Regions from separate parts of the Sus scrofa genome. Here region 2 is linked to region 1. Evidence: chromatin contacts called from public HiChIP or PLAC-seq data. All regions are on one chromosome and are shown on one strand. Each heading gives the region's core, a stretch centred on a gene start, on an enhancer-like site or on the middle of the called end of the contact. The rest is flanking DNA. Distances are from core to core; before and after follow the strand shown. Region 1 holds the start of MRPS18B (mitochondrial ribosomal protein S18B). Region 2 holds the start of FLOT1 (flotillin 1).

Region 1 (7,250 bases), core at 1,480-3,979:
AGAAGCAGGGACGCCATTTTGTAATGGAGAAGAGGACTCAAACTTAAAAAGCTATCCCCAGCTCTGCCGGTAGCTATTTACATTAAAAATCACCCCTTTTTAGTAAGAAAAACCAAAAAGCAGCCCCCCACCCTGTGCAGAAGCCTTTGACCTACTTTGAATCAGTTAAGAGCGTTGTGAAAATAAAAGCAATTAAAATATTTAAAAAAGAACAATTTTCTGCGGGGAAGAATTGAATTTGCAATTGAGGTTCAACCTTACTATCGACCACCCCCCATCCTCCCTATAAAGGGAAAGGGGGAGGACTTGGACCCCTGTCAACAAATAGGGTTGAGGTGGGAGGACAGGAGAAAAATGGGTCAAGACACAACCTGCAACGCCGCTTGGAAGACAAAAGGACAAAGAAAGTCGCCATATTGAAGCAGGGAAGAAAAAAATTCCTTTTAACGACAAAATGCTAGCATTCAATTGCACTAAATGGCTTTTAAAATTATACTCCTGATTTCCACATTTCCCCAACCTTTCCACCCTCTACTTAACTGTATTACCCCCCCACCCCCGCCAAAAAGTATCAAGTTAAAAATGTTAATCACTTTTTCTGCTTTTAAATAACCTATGCAATCTGCAACAATTACAAGACATTTTTTACCTCCCCAACTATTATCTTGTATGTATTGGCACTAAGACTATATTTTGCCCTGAATTAAGTGTCTTGCAATCTTTATTCCTAGATTGCCACCTATATTAAGCACACAAATATACCCCAAGCAAATTACATCAAAATTGAGAGGAGTTAACAATCATTTAAAGTCATAGTCAACTACTATTTCTCTGCCCATCTCCTTACCCTGCAATCTTTATGTACAGATTGCTTATTAATCTGGCAAATTGAAAGGCGCCCTGCTTGTCTCACACACAAAGAAGTGGGACTTCTGGGCCACAAGATCCACCATCTTTTGTATGTGAGCTCATTAACCCTTTTGAAGACTGCAGCTAACGAGAGGAAGGTAACCATTCCTCTTTATAAAAAAGTAAACACTTATGGCTTTGGCAGTCTGGAAATTGGCTGGATTACCAAGGGTTAACCATCAAAATCCTAACTTGCTGGCCCTCCCTCCACCCTCTCCTTGCCCGCACCAGGGCAGGGAAGAGGTAGGTGGTAGAGGAGAGAACACCACTGTTAAGACCCAAAGGCCCTTTTAATGGAGATTAAGCGACCGGATCGGTCCTTCTCCAGTTCTCTATTTGTTCTATGGTCTCATTTCGTCCTCTCATTATTTTTGGTTTCACAACGGGAAACGTTGATTTCTTGTTGCAAGGCTGGTTTTTGAAAATTCGACACTTACTATCCAATTTTTTTGCGACGTCAGCACCTCGGGCTCAGGGGGGGAGGGGGTTAAAATTTTAGAGAAAAAAATAAAACAACCAACCAGGACCCAAAACTCAATTATTTGCGGGGCCTCATTGGATCAAAAAGTCTCTTTAAAAAAAATAAAGGCCAACTCAGTATTCATTTCCCCCCCCACCCAACTCCATTTAGGGAGGGGGGTCGTAGAAAAAAAGTTCTGAGTGGATTCAAAAAAGTAAACGCTGGATGAGTGAATTTGAGTGGGTTTGGGAAGGGAGGGTGGTTGATTATTTTTGAAGTTATGTGGTGACGGTCCTTCGGCCACAATTTCAAGTCCCAAGCAGCGTGGGCTGGTGGGGTGGGCAAGATAGGTGGGAAGGGGCAGAAGACACAAGTGGTTGGGCTGGTGGCTGCTGTTTTCCCTTTCCCCCCTCTCTCAGGATCCTTTCAAGGGCTTAGATGTTGCTGCGGCTTGTTTCTTTTTTCCTCGTGGCTGGCCTGTCTTTCTCCGAGAAAATTCAAACCTGGGATAAAAGGAACAAAAGGGAGAAAGATACAATCAATACGGGTTGCTCGGAAACGCCCCAAAATACCGTTTTTGTTGCCCTCAAACACCTCTGTGTCCCATCCCGAAAACAGCCGCTTAACACAAGTCATGGCTCCCAACTGAGCCTAGGCCGAACCCGTTTCCCAGGCCAAAAATGTCACCCTCCAACCGACAAAAAGGCGAAACTTACCTCTAAACGAACCCCAGAATGGCGGCTGCCCGCTCGGGCGGAGTCTTTTATACCCGGACGCCGCCCAACGCGCGCAAACGTGCCAGTGAAGCGCCCTTGTCGCGAGACATTGTGCGCGAGGCGTGAGTTCATTGGCCAACCAGAAAGACAACTCGCCAGCTGATTGGCTAGCCTGTCTTCGGCTTCGCTCAGCCCCTTCCCCTGGGCACCCTCTTCCGCCTCCTTCCTGGCCCGCTAACGCGTGCGCGTGACCGGGCGGCCTAGCACCTCCCTTTCCTCTGCTTCCACCACTTCCGCCCTCGAGACCATTTCTCACCCTGGGTTGGTAGAATCGGACCGGCGCATGCGCAGTGAGAGAATCTCGGTCAAAATCTCCTTCAAAATTGCTTACAAGACAAACTCGAAGAATGAGGTCTAAGAATCGTAGTGACTGGTGCCGCAAAAACGCAATTTTGAGGCCGAATTCGATTGTGACGCAGTTGAAATTGCCTTCTCCTTATGGCCCCCCTTTCTCGTTTCCGTCTTGACGCAGATGCGCGGCCGTCTTCCGCACTGCGGGCGCGTCCTTGGCCCTACCCCCAGTCAGTTTCCAGGTGCATGCGCAGTCGCCTTTCTAGCCTTTCCTGCTTTGGGCGTACGTCAAGATGGCTGCCTCCATATTGAACGTGTTGCTGAGGCGCCTTCCTGGCGTTTCGCCCTTCAGAGGTGCCTACGGAGTTCAGGTAACTCCTTGGAGCACGTTTTGTACAACCCAAAACTTAAACTGTACTTTCTCTAGGTTGTCGCTCCACTTCTGGGAATCCAGGAGCGGAGAGCTTCCCGATTGCTGTCAAGGCAATGCTTTACTTCCACCACTCTCTTCCCTTCTCGTTCCTCGATACTGCGCGCATTTTCTTATTTCGAGTCGAGGGTGAAGAGCCAGGGTTGGATGGTATCCTCTTCCCTAGTTTCCATCTCGATTAAATAATTAAGAGATGGAATGAACCCCTTGGTCATAACACAAACCAGCTGTGAACTGTTCAGACGATGTCTAAATCTGCGATGCCCAGTAAGGTCTTTGGGTTGAGGGACAGACACTAACTTCTACCAGCCCTGCTATAGCCTAATAAAGCCAGGACACATTCTCACGACCTGGGGACCAGTGTCTCGGCTCTCTTTATGTCACTGAATCAGTTTCTCATCAGAGCATACATGAGCTTAACTTTGGGTCGAGGTTTCCCTCCAGCCTCACGTACTTACCCCCCTGGAGGTTCTTGGCAGGGCAGATTCTTAGCGGGGCAGGGCGAGATGGGAAGGCTTAGCCCAGCTGCCACTCCCTACAGTGGGACTAAAAATTGGTGACAAGGGTCACCACAGAGTTAATTATAGGCCTGGTAGCTTTAAAGGTAGCGTTAGGACTCAAGTTTATTCTGTCCTATGGAATGTTGACCTTCAACTTTTTATAAGGCTGGGCAACTCAGTGATTCAGGATCGGATTGAGTGGAGATTCATCTGTCTTTGCATTTCCTTCCTGCCATTCATCTTAACTCCAAGAAGATAAGACATTCTCCCTTTTTCTCCACTAGACTCGGTCTGTCCCAGAAAGGACAGAGTATCTTATATGTGCCACGTTTTTGAGTTGTTTTCTCAAATAAATTTGCCTCCCCATCAGCTATCTAGTTACCCTCCAACATGACTCTTTCTCTGAAGATCCAGTTACAGTAGGGAGACTGGTGGTTAATGATGTCAACTTAACCCCCCCACCCAACGCTACCTTTCATATATATTTCATTAACATAGTGGGTATAGATTCTTTTTCTCCCTGAACTGTTGGCAGCTAACCAGTCAGGTTTCTCCTTGAACTCACTGTCTCATTTCCACTCTCCTTCTATAGGTTCTCCTCCAGACTCTTTGCACCAAAGCTCCCCCTGAGGATGATTCTTTGCCCCAGGTTCCCATTTCCCCTTATAAAGATGAACCCTGGAAATATCTGGACTCAGAAGGTACTTCTTCATGGGGGAGGGGAGGGCAAGTCAGGTCTGAAATAAAGGGACAGAGATGCCCCCCACCACCTGCACCCAGACATGACTTAAGTGGCCTTTCATTTCAGAATACCAGAACCGCTATGGTTCTCGCCCTGTCTGGGCTGACTACCGTCGCAACCACAAAGGTGGAATACCCCCACAGCGGACTCGAAAGATGTGTATTGTGAGTTTCTGAAGGTGACACATGGATGGGATGTGGAGTGGGGCTGAAGGCTATAGCCGCAGTGGTAGCTGCACTTTTTCAGACAAGGCTTTGAACATCTTCACCTGCCAGTTTCTTCTCTCTACAGCGGGGAAATAAAGTTGCTGGGAATCCCTGCCCCATCTGCCGGGATCAGAAGTTGCACGTCGACTTTAGGGTAAGGAGAGTCTTTTCTCCAGAATAAAGACCTAGAGTGCTAGAGAGATTACCTTAGGTACCCCTCACTCTTCATGTCCTGGTGCCACTAAAGTTTTTTGGGTTTTTTTTGTTTTTTGTTTGTTTTTGTTTTAAGCATAGTTGATTTACAGTGTGTCAGTTTCTGCTGTATAGCAGAGTGCCCAAAGTCCATTTTATATTGACTTTCCGGCAATATGAAACATTCCTTCTTCTAGCCTTTGCTCTCTGCTATGGGTTATACTAAAAAGCTTCATCCACTATTAAAAAAGAAACCTTCATCCCTTGCCTATGAAATTTATAGTCTAAATTGGCAAGCAAGAGAAATACTCGTTTCTAATGGGAGGGCTACACCCAAGGCTTCATTTTTATACATCACAGTTAGCAGCAAGTAGATTGGACTAGTTCTTTCTCTGAGGTTTTCTTTATTTTGTCGGTGGCATGCTGGAGACTAGGGGCTGGAGGGCAGGTACATGAAGCAAGGTACAGTCAGTTATGTTAAAAAAAAAAGAAAGACACTTCAGTGTGAGAAGGACAGGACCTGTTCCTTAAAGGATTCAAAAACCTTATGATAATGGAAACGTGCTCGTCTGAGTTTGCAGGGCTTAGAAGTATTAAGAAGGTCGTCAGGGGAGTTGGAGGGCATTTGTGTGTCAGTCAGCAGAAGGGGGTGTCTGACTGCTGTCAGGCTCCTTCAGAAGCAGGTTGTAGAGGAGTCCAGGAGCTACTTCTCAGTTTCAGCTGTGTACAAACTATAACCATCTGTATACAGTTTATAGTAAGCTGCCTGGCTAAGGGAGAAAGGTTGAATAGTGCAGATGATTCTGCTTGCTATCCCACTCCACAAGTAAACCTGCTTTTTCTTTGGGAATCTCACCACCTGTGATTAATTGCTGGCTGAGAATCATTCTAGTAATTAAACCTTTTTAACTAATCTTAGTAAATAAATAAATTACATAAGGCATAGTTTTTGTTTGTTTGCTTGCTTTTTAGGGCCACACCCATGTCTATGGAAGTTCCCAGGCTAGGGATTAAATTGGAGCTATAGCTGCCGGCCTATGCCACAGCCACAGCACCTCGGGATTTGAGCAACCTACACCATAGCTCATAGCTGGATCCTTAGCCCACTGAGCGAGGCCTGGGATCACACTCGCATCCTCATGGATCCTAATTGGGTGCATTAACCGCTGAGCCACGAAGGGAACGCCAAGGCATACTTTTGTATACATTAATCATTTATAAATGCACCTTATAACATGTACTACATTTTATGGGTGATTTCATGGATTTGCCAAGACTGTCCCTAATTTGTTGCATGAGGGGCCGATGTTAGACCCTAACCCCTGCAGAAGAGAATTCTATGTGAGTCTTAGTGACAGAGTGTCTGATGTGCACATAAAAGGGTTGAAAGGCCAGGAAAGGGGGAAGTTTGCAAGTGTGTTCAGTAAGCGAATGGGGCTAAAACTGGACATTGAAGGAGGGCAGCACCTGGAGAGACAGAGCAGGGTCCAGGTCCTCTGGGCGGGTGTGCAGGGACTGTGCCCTGTCAGTCTCTAAATGTCTGTTTTGCTGCCTTCCCTTCCCTCTCTTGTTTCTCCACCACTTTTCCCTACAGAACGTGAAGCTCTTGGAGCAGTTTGTCTGCGCCCACACGGGTATCATCTTCCATGCCCCGTACACAGGTGAGCCCATCATCCCCGTCCCCACCAGAATAGCCTTCGTTACAGCAGTTCTTGTATTTATTAAGACGACAAGTATTTGTTTGGTGGCTCCTACTAATGGCATAAAAAGTATGCTGGAACCTTCTGAGATGTTAGCCTATTGTGGATACTCATGCTAAAACAGTTACATGTGGGCCAAAGGCAGAGGCAGTTATCAACATAAGCAAACCATCGAAATGCAGCTCTTCAAAGATGAATGGTAGTGATTGTTTCCTTTTTATAGTCTTTTCACTTTTAAGAAGCCTTTCTCATAATTGACTATCACAGAGGTACTTTTATGCGCTCTGTTGACAGTTCAATGAGATTTCCCAAATTTGGGATTGTAAACTTAAAATTTCAAGATTATATCTATTGCCTAAGTACAGCTACAGGCTAAATCTCATTCACTGCTATGTTTTATTCTGTTCTTTTCCTTCCTTCCTTTTTTGACTTCTTAGGGCCACACCTGCGGCATATGGAGGTTCTCAGGCTGGGGGTCTAATTGAAGCTACAGCTGGCAGCCTACACCACAGCCACAGCCACAGCAACATGAGATCCAAGCCACGTCTGCAACCTACACCACAGCTCACAGCCTTAACCCACTGAGCAAGGCCAGGGATCAAACCTGCAACATCATGGTTCCTAGTTGGATTCATTTCTGCTGCACCACTTCGGGAACTCCCTCTTTCTTTCTTTCTTTCTCTTTTTTTTTGGCTGCACTGCAGGATGTGGAAGTTCTCAGGCCAGGAATCAATCCCACGTCACAGCAGCAACCCAAGTCCCTGCGAGGATATCATCAGATCCTTAACCTGCTGTGCCACAAGGAAATTCCATGTCCATTTATTTTCATATTGTCTGCAACTCTTCCCAGGCTGCAATGGCAGAGTTGAGCTGAGACAGACTATAATATATGCCCTAAAATACATGGCCTTGTCCAGAAATATTTTATCAACACCTGCTCCAAAGCAAAATAAATTTGCAAAGAATAATTGGAATCAACCCTTTTGTGGGGTGGTAGCATGCTCAGTGGAGGTTGGTTTGTCAAGGAGTTTTAAGAATTTTATT
Region 2 (7,250 bases), core at 3,203-5,702, 98 kb after region 1:
CTCACAACAACGCCGGATTCTTAACCCACTGAGCAAGGCCAGGGATCGGACCCAAAACCTCATGGTTCTTAGATTCGTTAACCACTGAGCCACGACGGGAACTCCCTTAGCTATTTAATTTTAAAATTCAGTTTCTCAGTCACCTGAGCCACATTACAAGTACTCAACATCACAGCACAGATATAGAGCATTTCCATCATCACAGAACATTCTATTTGAACAGCACCGGACGAATGTTCTTGGCCCACAAACTCCCCCACCCCCCCACCTGCAGCATGTGGAAGTTCCCAGGCCAGGGATTGAACCACCTGTGCTGCAGCTGCAGCAATGCGGGACCCTAAACCCGCTGTGCCGCAAGGAAATTACAGCCCCAGCTCTTCACAGTGCCGGCTCTTTCTCACCATCGGGGTTTATTACATACCGCTTCCTCACTGAAGCTTTCTCTGATCACCCCGACCTAATAGAGTACACCCGTTTACTTCCTTCAGAGCACTGAAACACCTTAATTAGAGCCTGTGAAGCCAACTTATTTGCTTACTGGTTGTTTCCTGTACTATAACATAAAGCTCGATGAAGTCAGGCATCTTATTGTCTCATTCACACTTATACCCTTACCCCCAAAACAATACCTGGCACACAGTAGGCACTTAATAGATATCTGTTGAATAAATCCTTATTTCCCCAGTTCCTAGCACAAAGCCTGGCACAAAATGAGAGGCTGATAAAAGCTGACAGAACCCAAGCCACCCCAACTCTTTGATTTGCAATCAAGGGAAGCCATGTTGAGAAGGTTTAGGGCCTTATCCACCCAGACTAGTAGTTTCCTCTGTTAATGCTTCTCAAACTCCAATGTGTACATGAATCATCTAGGAATTTTGTTACAATGCAGATTCTGACTTGATCAGTTGGGCTGGAGCCTCAGATTTTGTGTTTCTAACAAGCTCCCCAGTGATGCTGATGCTGCCCAGAAGCGGACCAGAGCATCCTTCGAGTTGCAAAGCACTAGGCCACAGCCACACTCAGGTACCTGTCAAGCCATCTGAGATTTAACATTATAACTAAAGGTGTGTTGCACTTTATGCTTTCAGCCTGTACCAACTGCTGCCAAAAATGAATTTCAGAATATTGCGATCCTTTGGGTAAAGGCCTTAAAGTTAATTTTTTTTTTTTTTTTTTGTCTTTTTAGAACCAGATCTGTGGCATATGGAGGTTCCCAGTCAACCTATGCCATAGCTCACGGCAACGCTGGATCCTTAACCCACTGAGTGAGGCCAGGGATTGAACCTACGTCCTCATGGATACCAGTTGGGTTTGTTACCGCTGAGCTACTAAGGGAACTCCCAAAATACAGCTGATGTTTGTTATTCATGGTATTTGTTTTATAAAGTAGCCATGAATTAATTATACTGAATCAATAATGCTTATTTTGTTCCAATGGAAAATACAAAGTTAGGTTCCTATGGGCCTCTGGTCATAACATTTTCATCAACAGAGCAAAACATACCCTTATTTTTTGTATATTTCTGCTTAGAGACACCACATGCTTACATTGTTGATTAACAATGAACTCACAGCCAATACCACTATAACTCGGGCCTGAAAGCAGCTTATCTAACACACACGTTTTCTCCATCAGGCACATCACAGCCTTCTTTCATTTAGAACAGCGGCACTTCAGCACTAGGCGTGGGGTATTTTAAACTGTGAGATCACCAACAAAGACCACAGAAGGGCAGAAAATGTGGCAATGAATATACTGTGACAATGACACTGTTTACAGCATGAGCTGAAACAAGAGGGCAGACCATCTTTTTGTTCAACCTCAACTAGGAAGCACACATGAGGCAACTCCAATTTTTCTCCACTCTGCCTGTCTGCAAATGGCCATGAGTACAAAGAGTACTGATTCTGGGAGTAACCAATAAATGTTAGCCATGAGCAAACTCTCCAGCACAGGATCGGAAAGTGATGAGGACTGACTACACCTCCCTGCATCATCAAGGGCCCCGAGTCTCACTTGGTGGATTCAAAGCCCAAGTCCATGTTTTTCTTCCTCACACCCTTCCGTGGTCACCAGGGCTGCTGTGAGCCCCTGGAGTACCCTGAGCAAGTTAGAAAAAGGCACCCCTTTCCTCTAACTGGATGCAGGCCCACTGACCCAGGCCCGAAGCACAGCTTGGTGCGTGGAGCATGGGCTGGATCTTAGCTCTGGTTCATGCCCTCATCCAGGTGCCTGTGCACAGGGCACAACCAGCCCCAAGCCTGTCATCAGCCCTACCAATGATACTCTTTCTAGGCTTTTTCACTGCTTTTCAGTTGAAATGTTTAGGTCTTTTAAATCTTCCTCATATGGAGGAGCTGGGTCAGAAGTGGAGGGCCAGAATAAGGGAACTGGAGTTAGAATATGAGAAAGAGTGGCGGCCTGAGAAGAACGGGTTGGGGGTGAAGTCCAGCCGGCCATTGGGCCAGCATGGTGGCTCTGACCTGAAGCTGATAGGCCAGGTCAGCCTGCGCTCGCCGGGTGTTGACCTCGATGTCATAGGCAGCCTTCTTCAGCTCGTAGTCCCTCTGCGCCTTGGCCATCTCGATCTCACTCAGGTATTGAGCAGACACCTTTTCCTGCTTGGCTTTGGCCTCCTGTCCATGCAGAGATCAGGAAGGGAGTCAGAGTAGGAAGAGGAAGGCCCCGGGGAGAGAGTCTGCTCTCCAACAAGCTCCCCATCTTTGCCCCACACCTGGCCTCATCTATATCCTCGCTGCCCCCACTCTTCTAGCCTCCATGCTGCCCCCTCTCCCACCAGATACTCAATAAGCCCGTAGTGACCAAGTGACCCCGTCTCTCTCACCCGGATCCCAGCATCTCTCTTGGCCTCTGCTTCCCCAATCCGAGCATCTTTTTGGACTTGAGCTGTTCGGGCCTTCCCCAAGGAGTGCAAATAGTCCTGTGGGAGCAATGGAGAAATCAGAGTCCTTGGGAGGGTTTAGGAGATGGGGGCAGGGCTGTGGAGAGGAGCCACTGCCTGGGTTTACCTGATCATCGTGAATGTCCTTCAGGGTGTAGCTGACCACGCTGATGCCCATGTTGACCAGGTCTGAGGAGGCCACTTTGAAAACTTGCTCAGAGAATTTCTGCCTGTCCTTATAGATTTCCTAGGATAACAGGAAGAGAGGTGGATGTTCTGTTGTGGCTCAGGGGTAATGAGACCGACTAGTATCCATGAAAATTAGGCCTTGATCCCTGGCCTCACTCAGTGGGTTAAGCACCCAGCATTGCTGTGGCTGTGGTGTAGGCCGGCAGTGGTAGCTCTGATTCCACCCCTAGCCCGGGAACTTCCTTACGAAGCCCTAAAAAGCAAAAACAAACAAAAAAGACACGAGAGAGGGAAGGAGGAACGTAAGTGCTCGGATCCCCTGGCCACTGTCTCCTACAGGTTAGCTCAGTCCTTAACCCCCCACTCCCACCCCAGCATCCTTTACAGATCTTTCCGGGCCCTCAGGCCCACCTCCACAGTCATGTGGGCCATGATAGCCCTCTGGTGGCCCTCCAGCGTCTCCAGTGCGATGTGGGCAATCTCAGCCTCCGTCTTCCCCAGGAACATCTGGCAGGCAGCCGCCAACATCTCCTTGTTCTGGCCCTGGATTTTCACCTGTAGCCAAAATACGGTTAGGGATAACCTAAAGGTCTCATGAAGCCAGGGGGAAGCTGGGAGAAAAGTGGGGAGAAGTCAGGTGCCTTGGGAGTCACTGGAGAAGTGGAGACATTTCTCATCTGCAGAGGTTGGGAAAGCCACGGTCAGAAGAATCTTAACGTCTGGGGATAGAGAAAGTGACAGGGGAGTAGGCTTTGAGGGAAAGGCTCTGAAAGCCTCACCTGGGCAATGCCAGTGACTGAGATGGGGACCCCATGGCGAGTGTAAACCTTTTCACTCTTGACATTGAGAGTCAATGTGTTGAGAGAGATCCTAGGGAAAAAGAAGGAGTGAACAGTGTGAAAAGGAGGAAAGAGAGAAGACAAGGGTTCCCTTTCCTTAGTTCTCCTCTCACCTACCTCTGGATTTGCTGGATGCAGGGCAGGACAAAGACACGACCTCCAGCCACCATGACTGGGGGGCTCCGGCAGAAACCTGGAAGGTCGAGAGGCAGTGGGCTGTGGTGGCTGGTGGCCAAAGTAGAGCTGGAACGTGGAAGAGAGAACTGGGCAAGGGCGGGGGGGCATCCCCACGAGGAAATCCGGGAGCGGGCGGGGCAGGGGGCGGGGAGCCTGGGCCTTGGAAGGGTATCGCTTGCAGCCGTGAGGGGTGGTGTGGGCGGAAGGCTTGGCGCTGGGGAGCTGGTAGGGAGAGGAGGAAGGGGCCTCTGCAGGGACGGAGGGGGGTGCGGGTCACTAGATGAGATGAGAACAATACTTACCAGAGACCACCATGGCCTCGTTTGGGCCACAGGTGAAAAACATGGCTCAAGGTGGAGCTGGAGGAGGGGGATAGAAAGCCTTTGCAGATCGGAAGGGGCGCCGTGGAGTACACAGGAGTAAACCTCTTCCTTTTCCCTGGCAGTCCCGCCCAGTCTGTGGCCGCAGCGGCCCAGTCGCTTCCTCACCCATGGATCCGCTAAGGCTTTTTCCCTGTGCAATTTCGCAGATCCCCAGCGACTGCCTGCTCCCTGCCCCTTGCTGTCCCTGCCCCACCTTCAGAAATGACTGTTTCTCCCTTCTCCCAGCCCCTAAAGGCCCCCAGACCCTTGCACCACCCTCCCCGCTCCTCCGCAGCCCGACTCCATCTCCCCTCCCCCAACTACCTTCCTGGACGCAGGCGGCGGCCGGGCAGGGGTCCCTGGCAGGGCGGGGGCGCGCAAGGGACCCGTGCGCGAAGCAGGGGAAGCTCGCGCAAGGCCTTTCAAGAAGCGGGATCTGGCTTGGCGCCCGCGCCCCCTACCCGGCCACACCCTGTTGCTGCGGCAGACACGACCCCGCCCCCCGCAGCACCCCACCCGCCCCCGGCGCTCGGCCCGCCCCTTTCCCGGCAGGCCCTGCTCCGGCCCGCAGCTCGCAAGTTCCCCGCCCACCCCTGCGGCCGAGCGAGCCACGAGTGGGACTGGGAGCCCCGCCTCACGCCCCTCCCCACGCTCCGCCCCAGCGCGCGGGACGTGACCTTCGTGTGTCCCGCACCCCGGGGTGAGAGATTGACTCATCTCGGATTTGCCCCGCAGAAACTAACTGGGAATACCGCAGACTGGGCAACGAACGACAGCATCCGGTCACCGGATGCTGGGTTCCGAGCCTCGAGTCTCGGGGCGGGAGCCCAGGGCCCCCGGGAGGAGAGCCCTCTGGGGATGTGGTCGTGGCTCCTCCCGCCCGGCCCTGGAGCCTGAAGTCTATGAGGAGTGGGCATCACCGCTTGCAGAGACACTCACATGACTGTTGACAGTAAATCAAGTTTATTTGTGTTCACAGAACATACTGGGCGACCCCACAGCCGCCCTCTGACAGCCCACTCACCCCCGCAGCCACCCCTTGGGGGCAACTTCAAGGAGATCGAAGGCCAAGGACAATATTTCCACGGTCCCCCGAAGCCTCACATAGTAGAGCCGAGAGTTCAGATGCTGGAGGACCTAAAGTGTCACCCGCTAAACCTAGGACCCACCACCGTCTTCGATTCCCAGCCCGGACCCGAGTTTTCTCCATCCCTCTCCCACCCTCCCTCAGTTCTGGTGCTTGCCTCCACCAATCCCACAGAACTCAATAAATACCCAGAGATCTGCACTTGCAGCAGGGAGCACATCTCGCTCCGCAGCATAAGTTAAAATAAATATTAGGTGCCCCCCTCCATCACCTAGGGGGACATACATAAATACATATAAATATTATTAGGAGCAATGAGAAATAAATTAACAACAGTCTTCCTCCCCATCCGGCCCAGCCCCAGCGTGTCGGTGCCTGTCTCTCCCAGGCTCCCAGGGCGGGCGTCTCCGCTGTAGTGTTCTGAGTGTGAGTTGCCTCAGGAGTCCCAGTTTGGGATACGCTCTTGCGCACCAGGTACACCCGGTGTTTCCTTGTGTTTTCAGATTCTTTTGGGGGTGTGGGCAGTCAGGGTTAGAAAGCGGCTGGGTGTTGCTGGAGAAAAGTGCTGAGGTCCAAAGCGTAGTCCGAGGGCTCCGAGGTCAGATTAAGGGCTCAAGAACTGGGGGCGCAGCGGTGGGCGCGGGGGATGGGGCGCTGGGGGTGTCTTCAGGGGCCAGGGGTGCCGACACACCCTCTTCAGCCATCAGGATCTGACAGAAGACGATGGTAAGCAGGAGAAAGAGTAGCTTTTTGGCAGGGTTCGGATCCTCGACTGGCAGCTGGCGCCGGACCTGAGGGGAGATGACAAAAGGGGGTTAGGTCAGGGCCCCGGCATCCAGTGGTTTACCCTGCTCTTCCCCCGGGCTGTCCGCTTCGCCGACACTCACCACTCGTGGGTAGAGGACCCGACGGCTGCGCTTTCGGAGCCCGCGGGAGGCGCTGGGGCGCGCGGCGGGGGCCACCGCGGGCTCCGGGAGAGGATCGAAGGTGAATATCTCGGGACCAGAGCCTCGCCGGGGCACCGGGCTGGTGGAGGGGGCCGGGGTCGGGGCCCGCAGGATGGTCATGGTAGGGAGAGAGCTGCGAGAGTGACACATTGTGCGCCGAGCTGAACAGAAGGACGACTGGCCCCACAGCCCCGCCGCGCCAGTTATGTACTCGAGCATGGGCGGGCCCTTACTCAACTCCACCCGCGGCTGAGAGCGGTTGGCCGGGCGGCTGGAAATTCCGACGGTTAAGCAAAGGGAGGGGGTGGAGAGTTGGCCAGGGTCAAGGAAGGCCTCAAGTGTGTGTTGTGAGTTGTGAGTGGAGGCGGGTGAAATCCCGGGCTGTGGACACATGTGGGGACATGTAGCAGCTGGAGAGGTGCCCACAGACTGTTTGAGATGGTTCAGCCACAAGCCCCATCTCTGGGGAGGCAGGAAGGCTTAAATAAGGAAGTCTGGCCATTCTGCTACAATATTGACCCAACAAAAGAACCACAGTTACACATGCACATTCACACGTCTGTGGGGATTAAGAGGCAAGTCACTACAGAAATAGCCAAAAAGCCTAAGGGAAACCAATACACTGGCACACACACACCACACTGCAGAGGCAGAAAAATTTCTCCTTTGGCTGGTCTAATAATTAAATTGACATAGGATAGATTAACAAGAGAAAACAAATTTAATTGCATGCTTACAGGAGCCCA

The links. HiChIP or PLAC-seq counts read pairs in DNA pulled down with a chosen protein or histone mark.
Region 2: an H3K27ac HiChIP or PLAC-seq map of alveolar macrophages shows a contact between it and region 1. The contact joins the promoter of FLOT1 here to the promoter of MRPS18B in region 1. A contact is called at or near these places in 1 of 5 promoter capture datasets (fetal liver), 16 of 47 Hi-C or Micro-C datasets (adipocytes, alveolar macrophages, blood and 9 more) and 2 of 2 datasets of contacts at active chromatin or transcription factors (alveolar macrophages and skeletal muscle).

What each region holds. Positions count from the first base shown.
Region 1 is chr7:23,163,585-23,170,834 of Sscrofa11.1, forward strand. It overlaps MRPS18B (mitochondrial ribosomal protein S18B), which reads left to right and starts at 2,730. Exons shown (of 7, transcript NM_001123140.1): 1 at 2,730-2,807; 2 at 3,959-4,067; 3 at 4,175-4,272; 4 at 4,400-4,468; 5 at 6,101-6,167. The coding sequence starts at 2,730. It also overlaps a transcript of PPP1R10 not described here.
Region 2 is chr7:23,260,146-23,267,395 of Sscrofa11.1, forward strand. FLOT1 (flotillin 1) reads right to left here and starts at 4,453. Exons shown (of 12, transcript NM_001128483.1): 1 at 4,411-4,453; 2 at 4,049-4,124; 3 at 3,872-3,962; 4 at 3,504-3,647; 5 at 3,031-3,150; 6 at 2,847-2,942; 7 at 2,485-2,637. The coding sequence starts at 4,453. IER3 (radiation-inducible immediate-early gene IEX-1) reads right to left here and starts at 6,760. Exons shown (of 2, transcript XM_001927551.4): 1 at 6,445-6,760; 2 at 5,415-6,348. The coding sequence starts at 6,723. The coding sequence ends at 6,157.